Linked DNA regions of Oryctolagus cuniculus: region 2 is linked to region 1. The links are chromatin contacts, called in public Micro-C maps. All regions are on one chromosome and are shown on one strand. The core of a region is the stretch at or near the end of the contact, and the rest is flanking DNA. Distances in the headings are between cores, read along the strand shown.

Region 1 (4,146 bases), core at 794-3,293:
GTGAGAATTCCAATCCCCTATGGCTACTTTGCAAACCACGGAATCCATTTTCTTTGCCCCCAGCAGCTGAGGTCAGTGTCAGGAGGGCTCCCGAACGGCAGATGAGGGGCTCCCTGGGCAGCACCTCCTGTACCTCCACGGCTGCTGGCCGCTTGGCCTTGGCTCCCCACCAGCAACACAGAGCCACTGAGAGCCAAGAGAGCACGGCCCGGCCCACACCAACCACAGCAGCCCTCAGGGATGTGCTTCCTCCCAGTTGTCCACACAGGATAAAGAACTGAATGTGAAACTCTCAGGCTGTGAGAAACAATGTGGTCTGGCAAGAAAATCTCGGCAAACCTTGTTGATGCCGAAGAAAATGGGTGTGAAGCGGCTCTCCTGAGAGTGCTTCTTTCCCCTGGGCGATGGGCTTCTTGCAGGCAACCCCAGTGGATCTGTGAGGACTTAGACGAGCTAATGGGCAGTTAGGTCAGGTCCCTGCCGGAATGAGAAAAGGGACAGAGTGCTTTTAAGAGTGGACACAGTGTTTGCTTTTTCCCAGAGGCTGCCTTCAGCAACACTTAGTTTTATCATGAGAGCAGGATAGACAGGATTACCAATTCCAGCCCTCTGATATGGTAGAATGTGAAGGCCATGCCAACGTGGTCGCTGACAAGCGTCAGTTATTCAGGAATGGCTTCAGAAACCACCTGGCAATGGAGGCTGCCTGGCAATAGGCTGTGATTGGTTAGGGCATAAACCGCCCCTTGACTGGATTGGCTGCCTCGGCTATATAAGCTGCTGTACCAACTGAAATAAACGAGTCTGCAGGCTGCTCACCTCTGGCCCGCTTTCACCCAACTCCCAGGGTCTATGTGGTGACTCCACGCCTCTTGCCCCCACCATGCTCCTCCTCTCAAAACGAATCCACAGCAACACTCTGATGCGTTTTTATCCCTGCCTCTGGTTGTTATCCCAGCCCTCTGATTGGTTAAATTTAGGTAGCCACTTTTGTGCATAAAAAAGAGCCAGCACCCACAAGCGTCCCAGGCAATGCCTCTTGGAGCCCCCATCCTGACTTGCTTGGGCAGGAGGTTTCTCACTTCAATAAATCTTGCTTGGCTCACTGTCCCTGTCCACATGGCAATTCCTCAGTGTGAGGCAAGAACCAAGATGGCCTTCACCCTCCCACAAGAGAACAAGTGTGTTCCTTTTCCAAGCAGGAAGCGGCCAGGGATGACTCTGGAAGAGAAACAGGACTGAACTCCAGCTCTCTTTGTTCCTGGCAGATCTTCCAATGGCAGTGAATTTTTAACCCAGTCCAAGCCCCAGGTGTTCCAACTGCAGGAAGAGGTCAGCTAGCTGAATGATGACTCTGGGCAGAGACAGAGAATCAGGACTGATCTCAGTGCCGTGAGAAAAAGACAAAGATGGGCCAAGAAGGGGCAAAAGTGAAAACAGTGAGATAATGCAGATGGAAGGGGGTAAAAGAGGAAGAAGACAGCTTCTATCCACCTTGGGACCACAGGTAAGTTTTATCAGAGGTGCTGATTCTTCCTTACTGTTTAATCCTGGTGAGTTAACATTTTATGAACAAGACTTTGCCTTTTGCCTTGGCTGCCACTGTTAAAGTGAATAGGTAGATGTCAGACTATATGTGTAAGAGGTGCCAAAGGAAATGGGAATTGCTGTGTGGTGAAAGGAGGAAAAATGTAGAGGCAAGCCCACAATTACATATCAAAAGTCTTCTCGTTGTTCAATAACCTGATTGAGAGAATCCCAGCCCTCTCTCTGGGGGCAGCTTAGGGCTATCTCATCAGCCCTGCACCAAGGCAGCCATTACGATTCTACACCCGTGAAGCCCTCCACCCAGCTGGACAGCCCAGATAGGTGGGAGGGCCTAAATCCAAACCCATACAAGCTCCAGTCTGAATGCAGACTAGGCTCTCGGTTCTTTCCTGAGATGTTCACCTGCTCAGCCAGGTATACCCTCCTCATGAAACTTGGCTTCACTATTCACTTGCCCTTCTGTGTCCACACCTGCACACTGCATCGTCACAAGACATGGAACGTATGAGGCTGGCAGCAATGACCCACTCCCGCTTCACCAGGAAGCTCAGAGCTAAACTCTGGTTCAAATAGAGCAGCTCTCTGTAGGCCAAGGTTTATTCCCCCTGCATTACTGCCGGTCCTTTCTGGAAGTAGTCAGGCAGACTGAGCATTTATGAGTTCCTGGCTGCCCTCCATCCATTCCCCCTTTGGTGACTGAACGTCAAATTCCCTCCAGGAACTACCCTTCCCCTACCCCTAACCTTATGTGGTTGGAGAGAGTGCTCCACCTCCATCTCAGGAATGAGGCATGGAACAGAGGCTTTAGCCAAGCAGTTACGCTATGTCCCTGGCCAGAGCAGTGGTTGGTTTCCAGGTGGGGATATGTGCCAACTGGAGCTAATCAGATGCAAAAAATAGCTTTCCAGGAGTAACGGTTAGAAATTGTTCCACTAGACTTGAAGTTGGAAGGACACGTTTGAAACCACCATAGCTGTACTATGACCATGCACAAAGCATGTGGCTAAAAACACAGCCCAACTGAGAGGGGAAACCTGTGGATGAAAAGAGACATAGAAACCAGCTCTACGTTCATGGAAACCCCAGAACTAGCCGCAGCCCCAAACCCACCTGCCATCAAGCAACAAAGCCCCTGCCAGTTCCAGTGTGATCTGAGTTTGTGTCAGTCACAAGAGAAAGTGTCCCAACTGAGACAGTAGACTAGACAAAATGCTACCCTTTCTCTTCTTTTGCACGAGAATAGCATATGGTTCTGGCAAATACAAAAAAAAAATACAGGAAAGTTTAAGTAAGAAGCAAAACTCACCTGCAATCCCATTACCTAGTGAAAATGGTAAAATGGATTTACTCTGCCCCAAGCTTACTTTGAAGACAGCAAAAAACACCCGTCCTGAGCATCTTCCAACACATCAGTTGCCCAACACCAAGTGCTCTTCTTGTCTAAGCTTATTTCTGTTTAGCTGGGGAGAGAATTCTTTCAATGTAGGGGTGTTTTTCCACATTCACAAACCACACATCATCTGTACTACTGGAAGGAGGGGGCGTGGTATAGAGTAGACTCTGGGCGTGGCCTGACACCAAGTGCCCTTTTTGCTCAGACTGGCAGCTGAGCGGGTGGTCACTGCCAGTGTCAGAGGAAGAGCCGGCAGCCCAGGGACACCCATCATCTCTCAGCAGCCTCTGTGAGAACGGCATGGAGGCACAGCTGAATCCGCTGAGCTGCAGGGTCCTCACCCACTAGCAGTCCCTGGAGCCCTGGCTGCCAGATTGCTTGGAAACAATAGGATGGAAAGAGTCTGCCGCCTGATTTTCCACAACAGCTCCTAGCATGCTTTCTGGGGCCACCTGCTGCATGCCTTCCTTCCTCTTTTCTTTTTCTCTTTTTCTCTCTCTTCTTTCCTTCCTTTGCCTTCCTTTCCTTCTTTTTCTTCCTTCTTTCCTTCTTTTCTGGGAGAGACAGAAACAGATATTGGTCCCTTCCTTGGTTCACTCCCAAATGCCTGCAACGACCAACGCAGACTGTGCCAGGCTGAAGCCAAGAGCCAGCGTCCTGGTCTCCTATGTGGGTGGCAGACGCAAGCATTTGGGTCATTTTCTGCTGCCTTCCCATGAGCATCAGCAGGAAGCTGAATCAGAAGTGCAGACACTCAGATAGGGATATGGCATCCCAAACAATCCCAGACACTCAGATAGGGATATGGCATCCCAAACAATGGCTTAAGGTGCTGCGCCACACTCCCCCACCCCACCGAGTCACGTGTCTCTAAGTTCTTTGCATGCAGGATAGTCCCCTCTCTTACAACACTCCCACCCCACCCTCACCTCCTTTTAGATACTGACTGGTGGACAGCCCTGGCTCAGCAGGCTATCCCATCTTCCAGATGTTTCCAACTGCTCTCTGCCTATGCAATTTTTTTTTTTCAGTTTTCTGTTCAGATTAGATAGCTAAGAGGGACAATGTAAAACAATAGCTACCATTGATCCACTATTTAAAGGCCCACTATTCACCTGCTGTTCCATTCATTCCTTCACTCGCCAGTATTCATTGAGAGTACCATCCAGGATGCTGTTGGGGGCCCTGCAGATGCAGCAAGGAAC
Region 2 (4,146 bases), core at 878-3,377, 220 kb after region 1:
CAGTTAACATGTTTACATTTAAGAGGAAGCTGGCCATCAGTTTCTCACACATTACAATGCAACACAGCATCCAACAATTTGCAGGCTAAGAAGGCCTTTATAAAGAGGTGGGGGACATACAAGCTTAAATCTCTGGAAATATCTCTGGAAATACAGGAACAAGTGCCATCTCTGAACTGCGTAAAGATCATCAAAATTCTGTTTCAAGATCTTTGCATGATGATGATTTTTGTGGCTATTAAACAGGTTTTCTGCTAAAATTCACAGTACTATTTCCACACGAAATGAGATTTTCTTTCATCAGTGTAACCGACAGAACCACAATACAGTTCCGTTTCTAGAGTCAGATTACTTGACCTGCTTTTTGTTTTTACCTTTTAAAACACTTAGAGGCGTGCAGTTATTGCTACCGTTCCCTGTAAAAAGCCGTTCTATACGGAAGACTCACCCTCCACGAGATATCCTAGAACTAACTCCACAACTCCACAGCAAAGCCCGTGCACATTCCCACCAGCTGACCCCTATCGTCTCCTGGGAGGGGCTCAGCCCCAAGCCACCAAACACATCCTCCCCTGCAAAACTCGAAGGCCGCACACGACGACCGCGGCTCAAGCCCCTGCTTTCTGAATTCTAAAACCCAGAGGTTCTTTTTCTGCGGGCAGACTTACCTTCATGGTGAATCTGGGACTGCGTTCCGCTCAGAAACACCAGATTCACCTGCACCTGGAGGGGAAACAAAAGACACCCAGTTAACACCACGGGCACCCCTCTGCACCAGCGGCGGAGTAGAGAAGAAAGCGAGCGATGCCCGAAGCCCAGAGAAAGAGCCTTGCAGAGAGGGAATCGGCCCCGGAACCACCATGAGCCGATTCGGGGCTCCCTCTGGCCTCGCCATCCCCGCAAACACGGCCACCTACACAGCTCGGCAGCTTCCCGTCCCCATTGTCGGGACCCGACGGAGTTTCCCGTCTCCGACAATGACGCCATTTCTGTCAGTGAAGAAACTCACAACAAGCCCGGGGTCCGGCGCGGGGCCGGCCGCCCTCCCCCGCGGGCCTCGTCGCCGGGCTGAGCCGGTCCGCGCCCCCACCGGCCTCGCAACCCCGCGTCGGAGCCGGAGCCCGGCCGGGGGCCGCCGAGGGGCAGGACGGGCCCGAGGGCCGAAGGCAAGACCAGCCCACCCCAGAGCCTCTGCCCACGTCCCGTTCAAAGCCGAGACCCGACAAGTGCGAGCGAGATCAACATCTGCCCCCGCCGCGGGGACGGCGAGAGGACCGAGGGCCTGGGAGGCAGCACGGACCCCCACCCCGCCTGGGCCCCCAGCCGCGGCCAAGGGCCGCTAAACCGCTGAGTGTGCGGCCGCCCGGCCAGGGGGCGGCTCGGACTCGGCTGCTGCGGGGGGGCGGGGGCCCCGGGAGGCCGAGGCCCCGAATCGGGGCGCTGGGGAGACCACCACAGCCATCTACCCCCTGCTCCTCGACCGGGCCCAGCGACTCCCAAAAGGACCCCCTTAGAAGACCGCGAAAGCCCCGGAAAATAACCCCTACCTTCCTCGGAGGCGAGATCTGACCCTGGCACGTCCAGAGTCCCCTCTCCTCCACCCCCCCCAAAACCAGCAGGCCCGGGGGAGAGATGGGGAAGAAGGGCGGTGGGTCCAGTGGCTGCTGAAGCTGAGGCTCCGGCTCCTCCTCCTCCCGCGGCGGCGACTGGTACCTTTGTTTGGCGGCCGCTCGGGTTCCCTCGCTGGGGGGAGGGGGGACGACGAAAAATCCCTCCTGGACTGGAGGTCCGGGCCCCCAATCGCGCTGCCCTCCAGAGGACGACGGCGATGGACCCTCTGCGGCTCCCTCGAGGCAAAGGTCCAGGCGGTGGCCGTGGTGGCGGCAAGCTTAAGCCCAAGAGTCTCCCTCAGCTTCGGCGCCCGAGCTCCTCACTCCGGACTCGACTGACGGGCAAACATCGCTTCCCCCCCCACCACCCTAGATTCCCCCCCTTCCCTCCTTTCTCCCCTCCCCTAGTTTTCTTTCCCCTCCCCTACCTCTTTCCCGGATGGCCTCTTAGGCGACCTCGGATTGGTTATTTTTCTTTAAAACCCGCCTATACCCTCTTCCTACTGGTCCCAAGGATACAAACAACGACGCCATTTTCCCACCAGTTCTATGGAAACAGAAAGTTACGCCTCAAAGCTTCCTGGGAAATGTAGTCCAGCCAACCCAGGCCAACGCTCAAACCTTCGCTCAGGAGAACTGCACAACCCGCAAGGCCCCGCGCCGCGCGAGACGGGACAGGGAGGGAAAGGGGGCGGGGCGACAAAGCGGTGGGGAGGCGGCAACGACGCCTGCGCAGTGTGACCAGGATGGCGCATTTTCTTGCATCGAGTAATGCGGTGTCGCTGGCGGCTGAGGAGGGCGGAGAGTTCTGTAGTGAAGCGGGGGGAGGGATTCATGTAGGCATCGGGAGGAGCCTTGGTCTGAACTACAAAGTGGGAAGTTGATGCTGGGTGTGGCTACTCCCGGACCGGCGGCGTGAAAGTCGTGATATCATCGTTGAACCGTGAGCGGCAGTTCTGGCGGCTGGGGGGGACCCGGATGGCAAGGAGGGCGGAGGAGGATGGGGGGTGGACAGAGGGGAAAGAAAGAAAGGAGGGAGAGGACCCGGATGCTGAACCGGATTGTGTACGACTTTCCCATCCCCTAGCGTGAGACGGGGCGGGGGGTGGGTGACCCAGGAGGGCGGAAGAGGGCATCTGGGCTAGCATGGTAGACATTCGAAACTCTCTGCCAAGCCGCTGTTAAAAATCGGCGTCTTAAGTTATTTGAAGCGCCTGCCTCTATGTGTCGGGCAGTTTCCTTCAAACCCAGCATCTCCTGGAGTTCAAGAGGAAAGATTCGGTCTGTGCTCCGCATTTTGTGTGTGTCTTGTTTAGTAACTCTGAAACCAGGCCCTTCCCTTGAGGGGGAGGGAAAAAAGACTCTGTGTGGAATTTTTATTTTCTCAAAGCGAGCCGATGTTCTGATTCGTCCTGTAACACATTGGAAGGCACTTGCGTTCAGCCCTTCACATGTGTCCTAGGAAAATGTGGCGAAGCTAGCATGACCCTTCTTGAAGCTAAGTCTGGTGAGAGATGTGAAACTAAACGGACTCACCAGTGAATGTGAAATTGCAGTAGTGGCAATGCTACAAAGCAGAATTAAGTGGAGAATGTGAAACCGGGAATTTGGCTTAGGAAGATAACGGGAGGCTTTCCCAAGATAGAGCTGCAGGGGTAGGGAGCATTAACTGGAAGAGAAGCACATTCCAGACAAGAGGAGTTGGAAAGGCTTGTATCAGGAGGCAGCCCTTCTGAGTTTTTGTTCTTGTCCTAAGAGCAGTGGTACACCTTTCAAAAGTTCTCAATTGGAAAGGAGAGGGGGTGAGTTTGAACTGTGCAAAGGCACATGAGAAAGAAGTGAATGCAGAGATTCCCGCAAGGAGGCTACTGAGTTAGTGCTTCACCTGGTGGAAAGAGTGTATTGTGTGTGTTTTTTAAAAGATTTGTTTACATATTTATTTATTTATTTATTTATCTATTTGAAAGAATTATAGAGGGGGTAGGTGGAGGAACAGCAGAGACCCTCCATCTGTAGGTTCACTCCCTAGGTGCCCACAATAGCCAGGGCTAGGCCAGGCCAAAGCCAGGAACCCGGAACTCCATCCTGGTCTCCCAGATGGGTGGCAGGAGCTCAAGTACTGAGGCAATCACCTGCTGCCTCCCAGGCACGTTAGCAGGAAGTTGGATTCCAACCAGGCATTCCATCCACTGCAGCTGGGATGAACCCCAGGAACATGCTCTATCCCCAAGGAAGTATGAGAGTGATAAAGAAGCAGACGAGATGGCGATTAGCAAAGAATTTTATTGAAAAAGCAAAGAGAAGAACTTCTGTAGCCTAGAGGGGAACAGAATTCCACTGAAACTAACTAGTGGAGTTTATATACATAAACCTTAAAGACTCTACAGTGTGGCGAAAGCACTTTATCTTAGAATCTGTCAAGGGAGTTGCTTATCTTCCTCAGACTGCCAAAACTGTACAGGCATATGACCACCATAAACTGGCCACTGGTCACTCTGACGCCAGAGCCGCCTTTTCCCCTCTAATTGCCGAAACC

Evidence for each region. Hi-C and Micro-C count contacts between places; a contact is called where the count stands out from the background.
Region 2: a contact with region 1 is called in a Micro-C map of ear pinna, with 7 times the contacts expected there. The contact joins the promoter of ARID4B here to the enhancer-like site in region 1. A contact is called at or near these places in 3 of 6 Hi-C or Micro-C datasets (ear pinna, skin fibroblasts and an unstated tissue).

Annotation. Positions count from the first base shown.
Region 1 is chr13:54,368,383-54,372,528 of mOryCun1.1, forward strand. The region is part of intron 1 of LOC103350930 (a long non-coding RNA gene); the gene reads right to left. Among named protein-coding and RNA genes, the nearest start is that of TOMM20, 28 kb to the right of the region's middle. Within about 2 kb of position 2,044, at least 1 of the 8 cell types and tissues checked has an H3K27ac peak or open chromatin away from gene starts, as enhancers often do.
Region 2 is chr13:54,585,376-54,589,521 of mOryCun1.1, forward strand. ARID4B (AT-rich interaction domain 4B) reads right to left here and starts at 2,128. Exons shown (of 24, transcript XM_051820724.2): 1 at 2,039-2,128; 2 at 669-723. The coding sequence starts at 674. GGPS1 (geranylgeranyl diphosphate synthase 1) reads left to right here and starts at 2,320. Exons shown (of 4, transcript XM_008268242.4): 1 at 2,320-2,553.